2 separate regions of the Dromaius novaehollandiae genome follow, and region 1 is linked to region 2. Evidence: chromatin contacts called from public Hi-C data. All regions are on one chromosome and are shown on one strand. Each heading gives the region's core, a stretch centred on a gene start, on an enhancer-like site or on the middle of the called end of the contact. The rest is flanking DNA. Distances are from core to core; before and after follow the strand shown.

What was found. A called contact is a pair of places that touch in the nucleus more often than the background predicts.
Region 1: a contact with region 2 is called in a Hi-C map of liver, with 6 times the contacts expected there. The contact joins two enhancer-like sites. A contact is called at or near these places in 2 of 4 Hi-C or Micro-C datasets (liver and ovary).

Annotation. Positions count from the first base shown.
Region 1 is chr2:139,237,247-139,242,408 of bDroNov1.hap1, reverse strand. It overlaps DTNA (dystrobrevin alpha), which reads left to right. Exons shown (of 21, transcript XM_064507580.1): 17 at 3,803-3,962. Among named protein-coding and RNA genes, the nearest start is that of MAPRE2, 47 kb to the right of the region's middle. Within about 2 kb of position 3,133, at least 1 of the 2 cell types and tissues checked has open chromatin away from gene starts, as enhancers often do.
Region 2 is chr2:139,051,588-139,057,356 of bDroNov1.hap1, reverse strand. It overlaps LOC112984826 (ethanolaminephosphotransferase 1-like), which reads right to left. Exons shown (of 11, transcript XR_010387977.1): 3 at 3,073-3,181; 4 at 817-891. Among named protein-coding and RNA genes, the nearest start is that of SPIDR, 28 kb to the right of the region's middle. Within about 2 kb of position 1,731, at least 1 of the 2 cell types and tissues checked has open chromatin away from gene starts, as enhancers often do.

The DNA of each region.
Region 1 (5,162 bases), core at 1,884-4,383, 180 kb before region 2:
CACTTTGTACAGTTCTGGCATTTCAAAGCAGCCAGAGCTGAGACTGTAACCTATTTTCAGCTATCTCAATTTTAACTTCACCGTGTGCCTAAGTTTGCCTTTCTTCTTCTACTCTTCACTTACGTCCTGGCTAATCTAATGTGCTGATCCTCTTTCCCTTTAGGAAGAAGAATTGAAACAGGTAATAAGTTACCTGCTTATAGGAGACATCACTAACTCTTAAATGTGATTGTATTTGTGTGATTTATTTTACTACCTTTGCTTGAAATGTGTGCATATTCTTCAGACCAAAATTTGTATTCTGCACTTCTTTCACATATTATTTTCAAGTATTTTGGAGCAATTTTCACAATTAAAGATTGCTGCCTCTTGGTTTCATCAGGAGAAGCACAGTCAAAAATTTGATATATTCTGTCTATATGGTAGAGTGTGCAGAGTTTGTAGGTAATGCTCAACTTCATAAAAACTAGCATTTTGGCTAATTTTTAAAAGGCATCAGTCTGTTGCAGCAAGAAAATGTGACCAAACAGCACCTCTGTATAAGGTCTGTCTTTCTGGTTCTGCATAATAGTATTAACAGATCTTCTTTTGCAAAAGAAGAGTCCCCAACATGACAAGAGTTTCCATATCATACAAAATACACACTGGACAGTACTAAGTACATTTTAAGGCTATTATGAGATATCAGTTTTCCCCCACAGAGCAATAGTCTCACTGAATACCAAGTGATGATGCTAAGGAATTACTCCCAGAATTTCCATGAAATGATCCCCATTAAACTATACCATTTCACAATCTGTTGAAAGATACAGAATTAAATTAATTTCTGTAGGAATTTGATTGGAATGAGCAGTCTGGCAATTCATTTAATGCATATGAACTTTCTCTGCTGCCCTTTCTCAAGAAAGGGTAATGAGGACATCGTGTATGTGTAATTTCTTTTTCATTTATTAAGGTTAGGGGATGGACTTTCCCAATATGTGATCCCTCTTCAATTCCGGCAGAGGGAGCAATGATCTAAAACTCCTGTAAAGCAATTCAAACAATTTATCCTAAGCATGCATGAAACTTGATAATGATAAACATTTTGCTGTCTAGCAAGGGTTAATTAAAAATCTTTAGCATGTTGACTAGGGATAGTGAATTTTAAAAATACATTAAGTTTTCCTAAAAGACACCAGAACATTGACAGCTGCAACCAATTAAGCTATAAAAGCTGAAGCTGTCTACATTTCTGCGCTGTCTGTCATAGCTTTCCCTTCCTCCTTTTTCAGCATGCCTTAGTCCTCAGCTGGTGGGGTTAACTAAGTTTGGGATCAATTTGGTGCTTGATTTCTCTGCTAAGAATACCAAGGAGTTGCTTACTGCTGGTTATCTTAGCAGGTTTCCAAGCAGCTAGCTCTAGTCCGTGAAAACCGTGTTTCTCCCGACACCCAGTAAGCAGGAATCCAGTCCTAGTGACGTTCCCTTCCCACCAACTTGGAGTGAACTGGATGTAGCTAAGCAAAATATAATAAAAGTGCTCACCTCTTTTAAATCATTCTCTAATATTCTCCTATTTCAACTTCCTTTTCATCGATTCTGTCCGATATTGCACAAATCATATAAAAACAGGAAGTTTTTAGCTGGATAGGAGAATCCAAATGCTTCCTTTTTCTGTGCTTCCCAAGCAGTTTATTCGAAAATGGAAAGCTACAGATAAGAGGGCATTGTTTATCATAACCACAAGATGTCAAGCATAACTATAAAGTAGACTCAACACTAAGCACTGGTGAACGGTTTTTTACATTTCTCCTGTGGGAAAATTCCAGAGCAGAAGTACTGGCAGGCATCCGTTATTTTTAGTAAATAAAATGCCCATTATGTAGTTCATTCCTTAAATGTGACTTGATTATAGAAACAAATTGAATCCATTTTTTTCTCATCTTCTCTGAAAGTTCCCACTGTTGTTAGTGTTCCCTAGAGCTGCCATCGAAGGCAAAGGGAAGCTGAGGAAACAGGGCAAGCAGAAGAGAACTGGGAGCAAGAAGCTCTTCACTGTATAGCTCTCCGTTTCATAGAGGAGTCGGGGTCACGGCAGAAGATAGCTGTAGCTGCCAGATCTCCCGCCCGATGTGCAGTGGGTACGACCTGCGAGGGCCTGGGGGCATCACCAGGTTGCTGTGGGCCCTGTCTCTGGGGGACTAGCATCGTTCACCCAGCTGGAAGCAGAGCGAGGGTGGCTGAGTTCTCAGCCGGCCACCTCAGGGTTTGATTTCTGCGAGAGTAGGTACAGAGAAGTGCAGAAACAGCAGAGCTTCTGGCCCTTATGTTTTCAACCTCCCTTTCATCCATCATTTAAATGTTTTAAAACTGATCATTAAAAAAAATTGTAAGTATTAACTCCTCCATTCCCTTATCAGTAATGTGCTTATTTCTCATAAACCTAATTTGCCACCATGTCTCTCCAGTGATAATGTCTCTTTAGAAAGGAGAGAGAGGAGAAAAGAACAAATAGTTTAGTATTCCAATACATTATTTATGATTAGAAGCAGGATTTTTTAAAAATCTCAAAGAGCAATGCTACACTTATTCTGTAATGGGCTGCTATTGACTTCTTTAGAAGATTCCCCGAATCAGATCTGGGCTGGGAATCAGAGGAAATGGCATAGAAAGAGTTAAGAAATCATTCCAAATTCTCAAAATAAACACAGAGCGAGGGAGACGCCAGCCTTAATGTTATTTTTCACTGTAAACAAACAGGCGCATGTGTTCTAGTTCCTGTTTTAAAAGTACTCAAGCCATTTCAGTCACTGGCCTGTACTGAACACAGATTTTCAGTCCTGACAAGAGGAGTGTGGTTTAGTTTGGGTTGGAGGGTTTGTTTTTCCTTATGTGAACACACATTCCAAGGGCTCTGAAGCAGTCAAGGAAAAGTGCACGGTGTCCCTTGGTATCACTCACCCAGCTGCATTTGTAAAAAACATTATTTTGTAAAGTCTGTTTGAATTTCAACTAAGTGATACTAACTGTGAGGTGCTAACAGCATGACATTTTATATGACTGGTATTAAAACATTTTAACTTCCAGCAGCTGAACCCATAGCAGGAATCTAAATTGCCCTATCCCTGTAGTATTTGGGCAGTGCCTGAGTATATCCTGTAGAGTGAAGAATTTAATAGTGTATGATTTAGTAGTGGCTTAAAATAGTTCTCTAGCTCAGAATAAAAAGCATTAAGCTACATTATTTATTGAGAGTGTCAGATTTTATGTGACTGAGAGGTTGCATGTACATTTTAAAACTTTATGGCATGAACTTTTCCTGTAAGGATGCAGAGGCTCAGGTATGAGTGCACAGATGAGCTAAAATGGAAGCATTCAGAGTAAAGAGAATATTTCAATTCCTTACCCACACTGAAAGCTGCTTCAGTGGTAGCCTCTTTCCACTTCTCAAAGTTTGAATGATTTACTTTTCATCACACTCGCACATAAACTGGGGGAGTGAAAGAAGGGGGAGGATGGGGGGAGAAGGCCTATACTTTGGTATTTATTTATTTATTTTTTTTAACTTAGCTGTCTGACATTTTCCCAAGTTTCGAGAAAGTCAGATGTGGACTTGTATTTTCCTACCCATTATTTTCTACACAACATTGTTGCTGTTCCCTAGCAAACAACTAACTTCAGTAGGTTTCTTTTAGCAAAATTAACATAACCCAACTCATCTACAAACAGCATGATGCCTTTGAGGTGAGGGATGGGTGACAAGGACAGCAGGCCAAGTCTCTTGCAAAGACCTATTTAACCATTTGTGATTGTTTTCCAGACCCAAGGGGCAGGCTCCCCTCGTTCCTCACCCAGCCACACTATCAGCCGACCTATTCCCATGCCCATCAGGTCTGCCTCTGCCTGCTCCACCCCGACCCACACACCTCAGGACTCGCTGACTGGGGTGGGAGGAGATGTGCAGGAAGCCTTTGCACAAAGTAAGTTTCATTAGTAGGTTGCCTGAGGTACTCAGAGACTATCTTAAGAATCCTTTTTTCTCCTGGTTAATGACCAAATGAACTTGAGTTTTGGAATTGCATAGAAAGAACAAAACAGAAAAAACAGCTGTGGTTTACCAATGAAAATCAATTTGTCTGCCATGAGACGGCTCTCCAGGCGAGCAGCTAAGTGGAAACCATTTAGAACTAGATAGTGATGCCAACGAATGGATTTGGTGGTAAGAGGGAATTTTGGTGCAAGATGGTCAAAGCAATTATCAGTGCTCTATTAATGAAAATATAAAGAACTGTTACTGACCTCAGCAAGGTGTTGTGAGTGGGTTTGTTTTTAAATAAAGACTGTGCTGAAGAATAGATATTAGAATCATAGAGTAATTTTGGTGGAAAAAGCATCTCATCCAGCCTCCTGCTGCAAGAAAGCCAGCTTCAAAGTGAGATCAAATTGTTCAGGCCTTATCCAACTGAGTTTTTAATATCTCCAAGCATGAATTTTCCACAGCCCATGTTCCAGTGTTTGACCACACTTCACTGTGTAAATTTTTGTCCTTGTATCTGGTTGGAATTTCCTTTGATGCAACTTGTGATTGTCGTCCTTTCTCCTTTTGCTGCGAGCCTGTGAGAAGAGTCTGGCTAGACTAGACAGGAATCTAGTCTGGAAGTCTGGGTGAACACTTCCTTAGCTTTTCCAGAAAAAGGACATAGGCTGTATTGTGTTTCTCATTCCCCTTTCCACTCTCTTGTCAAGTAACAAGAAATGTTAAACTGTTTTGAATTTCTGAGACTACGGATTAAATGATTATGTTGAATACAGAAGAAAGTAAATACTCCATGAGACCTGAACGAGGAAATATTCCTTCTTTCTCTAAACTGCTTTCTTCTAAAATATTTATATTGCTGCAATTCTTTTATTTGAGCAAATTCTTGCTTTGTTTCACCAGTACAAATCAAAATGTAAGTGGTGTTCTGGGGTTCCTCTGCTGTGGTGGATGTGTATTTATCCCCAAGAGCCCAGTTCTGCCTTCCCGTGCACCCTACCCTTTGCCTTCCTTATGTACGTTATGGCCAGGTTGAATCCATAATGCAGTCAAGAAATTTCTACTAAAGTGCTGGTAAATTCATGTATTAAACATGTTTTACTAAGGCATAATTCCTAGTCCCAGCATACCAGGTTGCTGCATA
Region 2 (5,769 bases), core at 482-2,981:
TTGAGTCCAAGGAAAACTTAGCTCTGTTGCACCACGATATGAAAAAATTAGTTTGGTATGAGTTTGCTTTGGAAGAGAAAGCAAGATAGCCGTGTGAATGAGGATCTCACTCAGAGATCTTCACCAGTTCAGGTCTGCATCTGAACTCTGAGGTGTGTCTTCACAGAACTGCATCGCAAATTGCAACGGACGTGAAAATACACAGCCTTGGAATGATATAAAAAGCGAATCAGAACATAAAACTGAAAATGAGATAAAGCTGATTTGGGAGAAAGGCAGTAACAGGTGAGAAAAAAAAAAGAAACTCCATTTCTAAAAGAAGCTCAGTCCTGTTGCCACATCCATATTGTCTCTCCTGACACACACTGTCAGCACTGACGTGCCTTATAGGTTAAAACAGAAGGTTACATTAATTCCCTTTTTTATCTACTTTGCTCTTTGTTTCTCCTGTCCTTGAAAGTTAGAGCAAATGTCAGGTAGCTTCTCAAAAAGTTAGTGGTTCAGTACCAAAGATTTTTATGAAACCCAACAGTAATGGCCTGTGCTGTGAAATGATTTCTATTGTCCCTCTACAGAAAGAATCCAAACTTTAAAGAGAAGAGCTACAGTCACATAAGCTACTACATAGCATTAAAAACTGTTGGGTTTTTTTAAAGTCTCATGGTTGTTAATCTTTTTTTAATATCAGACAACTGTTTTGGAGAGAAGTCAATAATTTATCCACTATGCCTTTTCATTTGGATATCAGAATTAGTGAACTAGCAGATAAAACTCTATGAAGACTCCAGATGTGTAAATTACTCCAGCATACTTTACCTAAAGTATAAGCACAAAAGGTGGTAAAAGAACTAAACAGCCACACCCAGGTTGGAACAAGTCCAGGACTGGTACCTGAAATAAATTGAATAGAGAGTCAGTATAACAGCGGTTAAGATTAAAGAAATCTAACCAAGATATGTATATACATAGGAACAAACTGCCACTGATTAGCCTAATATATAAAACAGAATTAAAGTTAAGATTTGTTTTTGGCCTTCAATCAACTCAGGTCATCAGTGAGCTCTACATCTCAAGGAAACAACGACCAAGCCTGAATATGCTCATATGGTAAAGTGAAGAAAATAAGGGAGAGCTTTTTGGTGCTGAAGTGACTGCAATACTCCACAAAATAAGGACAGTAACTGGACAAAATTTTTCACTGTTCATGGGAAATTACCCATCAAAAAATTAGTTACTGCTTATGTAATATTCTGAATATATTAAAAACTGTAGTTTTCAAGCACGATCATTTTTATTAACACCAATGTGAGTTTTGTACAGCAGCTTTACCATATAGATCTGAACAGGAAAACTCTGCCCTTAGGCTAAGACAGATATAGCACCCTTTTTTTCCCTTTTCATAATGTGCCTGGTATTTTTTTAATGAACCTGGAAGAGAAAGCTGAACTGGACAGAATGCAAGGTTCTGTTATTGTTCTGCTAGAAACAATAACCCAAGATTATTGCTGCACTTTTAAAGAAATCAGTCCTTTCTCCAAAGAGTGTTCTATTTAAATTAAACATAATCCAATATGGAAGAAGCCAGCAGTGAACTGCTGTACGGGGGAAACCCTTTCAGGTTGCCAGCATCCTGCACAGAACAAGAGGGAACAGCGGTACACAGAGGCATCCCCTTACTAAACTGAGAGATGCCAACACTGAAGGCCACGTTCCTGAACACTTCTCACTCATGTCTCACGTTGCTGTTCTGAAAGCAAAGACGGCACTTCCTGATTCTTGGCTGCAAATTTGCAAACTATAGAATGGAAAACAGCTGCCCAGGAAATTACGGCTTTTATTTCTGATCCTGTGCATGGAATTGATATATGATACTCAAAAGACTAGTTAGGTTGCATGAACGTTTTCAATCAATAGAGAAATGATGGATACTGTTTTCATGTGAAATTAAGAATAGGCTTGCAAACTACGCATAGAAGTCTAAATTCTAACATACTTTATATCATTATTTCAAGTATCTTCAAATTCAATACGTGTCCACTGGGAACGTGTCATGCATGGTAAAATTATCCAATGAAAAGGTCAGTACTGGATACTATTTTATTACAGAATTTAGTAAATATCAACTGCATTGATAAAAATCCAAGTGTATAAAGATGAGGCTAGATATTTACGTAACATACTGGCCCTTGAAAATTTAATACTCATACAGGATTATTTTTGAAGCAGAACTACTAGTAAGTATGTCTGCTTCCAGAACTGTCTTAATAAATCTACAAACAGTTCACACCAAGAAGTACCTCCCGAACCTAATCACAGGCACAAGATATTAAAAGGAACAAAAAAACAAACATAATTTTTCCAGAAAGTAGAATGCTGAGTCTTTTCCAAATTGCCTAGTTTAAAGAAAAGCAAAGATTTTACATATTAATCACCTGGCAGATACTTACTGTAGGCTTTTTTGGTTTTTTCAACAACTGGTCTAAGAATTCCAGGTCTGAACATTCCCTATGCTCAGGAACGGCCAGCTCCAAAAAGCTTCTGACCTGTTCTATCACCAGGAGAAAATACGGATTTGGACTTTGAAAGATATAATTTCAAGGAAGATTTGTTTGGAAAGTATTTCTTCTGTCTAGAAGCAGTCTTGCCGTGGGGGATGGCAAACTTTTTATACGGAGTAATGAAAGCACAATTAACGAATTCAGGCGTGGATTTAGATATCAAGAAATGTGAGACTAATGAAAATTTTATGAAGAACATTAGGGTGTTTATTTTTCTCAGTTACCTTGTTTAAGAAATCACTGCGTATTAGAATATTGGCACGCACTCTAAGTCAAATGAGATATTATCATAGACTTTGAACACTACACGCTGAAACCCATTTTTATGGATGAAACTAAATAAGCTGTTCCAATAAAATGGCCTGAATTTATAATGCCATGTGTGAGGGCAGATCCTCCTATATGCTCATTAAGGGAATGGGAAGATTCAGGTATCTGATACCTCGCTGTATCATTCAGGCCTATGACACAAGCAGCTCTGTAATTCTGAAAATCACAACATGAGGATATTTACCTGAGGCAGTGTAGTCCCAGTCATAAAAAGATATTAGAAAATAATTAACTAAAATCATCACAAATCCAGAGAATGTTAACACATTGGGAGCAATCCACAAAGGCACTATCTGTTAAAAAAGAAAAAAAAATTCTAAGAAAAATCATATTTCAAATTAAAAGCCCTATTTTAATTAAATATTTCTATCGGGAAAGGAGAAACCTGTATATGACATCCATAATGTTCAGATTTGTGTATATGTTTCCATTTTCGAATTAAAAATACAGTTTTCATTTCTGAAGCAACTTATTTTTAAATGTCATCTCTCTGCCTGGATCTGTGACTGCAGTAAAAATGTAATTTAAAAACATTATATTTCATATGCTATACACTCTGCTTATTTTCCCAAACACCAAGGAAAGTTTCTCACGATTTTGCATAACACAACTGAAAGAAGACTGCAGCACCCCAGTGTGGTAATTCAGCATCTACATGGCAGTTTTTAAAAGCATTCTATTCCATGCTAAGCACATTTCTTCTTTAAAATATGTTAATACCTTCTAACTCAAAACATCCACAGAACAGTCAGACATTGAGTGCATTACCCTCTATATTCAAAAGAACTCCCTGCTACAAACAGCTCCCTGCTTCTCTAGATACTAACTTTCTGCAGAGCCTCCCTCTTTAGCCATAAATTATAAATGCTACATTAATTCATTTTACTTTGCAGAGTGAGGAAAAGCACTGTCCATCTTCACCTGAGCCTCTAATTCTTCCTCTCCATTAACCACTCTTGACTATTAGTCCCCTGTGGCTTTATTCCTTACGGTGCGACAGGGTTTTTTTTGGTAAAGCTGTTGCCAAGCGGGACAGTTTCTCCAAGCTAGTTTCTGAAACAGTATACACAGCTTTTTACACAATTTTTGGCCCAAACATATTTGCAGAAATGCAGTATAAACATAGACCACCGCTGTCACTCAAACACACTATCAATATATTCAAAATATTTTTTTAAAAAAAGAGGCTTATACTCAGTTTTTTGGAATGATGAAAGAGTGAAAATGCACATAAAGAAGTACTTCAGTACTATAAAACATTTCAAATCATTACCTTCCTCTATCATATTGTTATGTGAAAAATCTGCATATAAAATTGGAAGGTCTAACATTAATGATCCTGATTAGATCCTCTTGCTGCTATTACAGTACAAACAATCAATAATATTCAGGGGAAATTGTGCAGCTGATAATGTACAATGCATACTTTCAAAACCAGGGAAATTCCTGAAAAATATTTTTCAGTTATATTTCTTAATGTTTCTTCTAATAACATTGGAAAAATTATTACATCTGATAGCTGCTTTCCTTATGGATAGGATTTTATCATCAATTTTAAACTCTGTATGGAAGATCTTACAGTAGTAGAAACATAAAATGGAATGCCTACAGCTACAACAAAAACATATTACACACATTTTAATATATCTATCATTATGAGTTTTTAAAAGCCCAATCCTAAATTCCGAAGAACAAGTGACAGCAAATATTTCCTGAAGTACCTTTAAGAGAACATATAAGGAACAACTCTTCAGTGCACATTCCCATCTGATTAAATTCACTGCACGCTCAGTATGCAGTGACAGCATCACATCTAATTCTGATACCTGTGGATGCAGAAACGTAAGGTAGAGGCTTGACATGAATCTCCTGCTATGCAGTTTGCCGGATGTCTCTGACCTTACATGGAATAAGAATGACTGAGGCCAATAAAGACATTCTCGATTGGTCTCTTTTGCTCTAAAAACAGGATCAAAATAGTGCTTTAAGACAACCTGTGGATGAGCCACTGACATGGACATATAGATGCCCTCCAATGTACTGTTTTAAAATGACTGATTTCTCCTGCATGATTCATAATAATTGTTGACTATAAATTAAAGTAAGGCCCCGTAAATGCCTGCTTTCTGATTAGGTTCATTATTCGAAATAGACACAATGACATTATTAATGTTACTACAGGAAATAATTTTTGTTTACACAGTACAAACATGAAGGAATTATTTTAACACAGGTTCTGGCATCATATATTTTATAAGGAAACCATCAATTATACTCTCAGCCTCTTTGGCTAGTGGACACACCGTGAACAGTTACAAGAGATCTATCCTCAAGAAAACAACCTCTTCTCCAGTTCACCTGCTATGCATACTGCTTTGATCCTTAACTGACCTGATTTGTCAATATATTTTGAAAGCAGTCCAACCAGCAAAATCCCTTTTGTTATATTTAATGCCCTTGATTCTTTTGGTTAGCATTACACTACCATCACCCTATGTAACAACTCAAAAATTACAGAGTGTTGAAGATTAACTTCTCAAACGTTGAAAATCACAGCCTGGCTTTACTAGTATCCTACCTAGGGACACAGTACAGTCACTACTATCTAATTAACAGGCAGTCCAAGACTAACACATTGACATAGTACATAAGTAATACAACTCACAGCTCCATTAGGAAGAATTACATCTGTTCTCCTGTGAAACCACTGCACACTTGGACATTTTACAAAACTTTTGGTTCCACCAACTACTAACTGATTTCTGTTTTAACAGGTCTACAGTCATTCACGCTAAAACCTGAACATAAACAACAAATGTTTTAATATAACCAACTGCCTGTTTAGCTAATAAACTGTAAAGTGCACATATTTATATGAGGC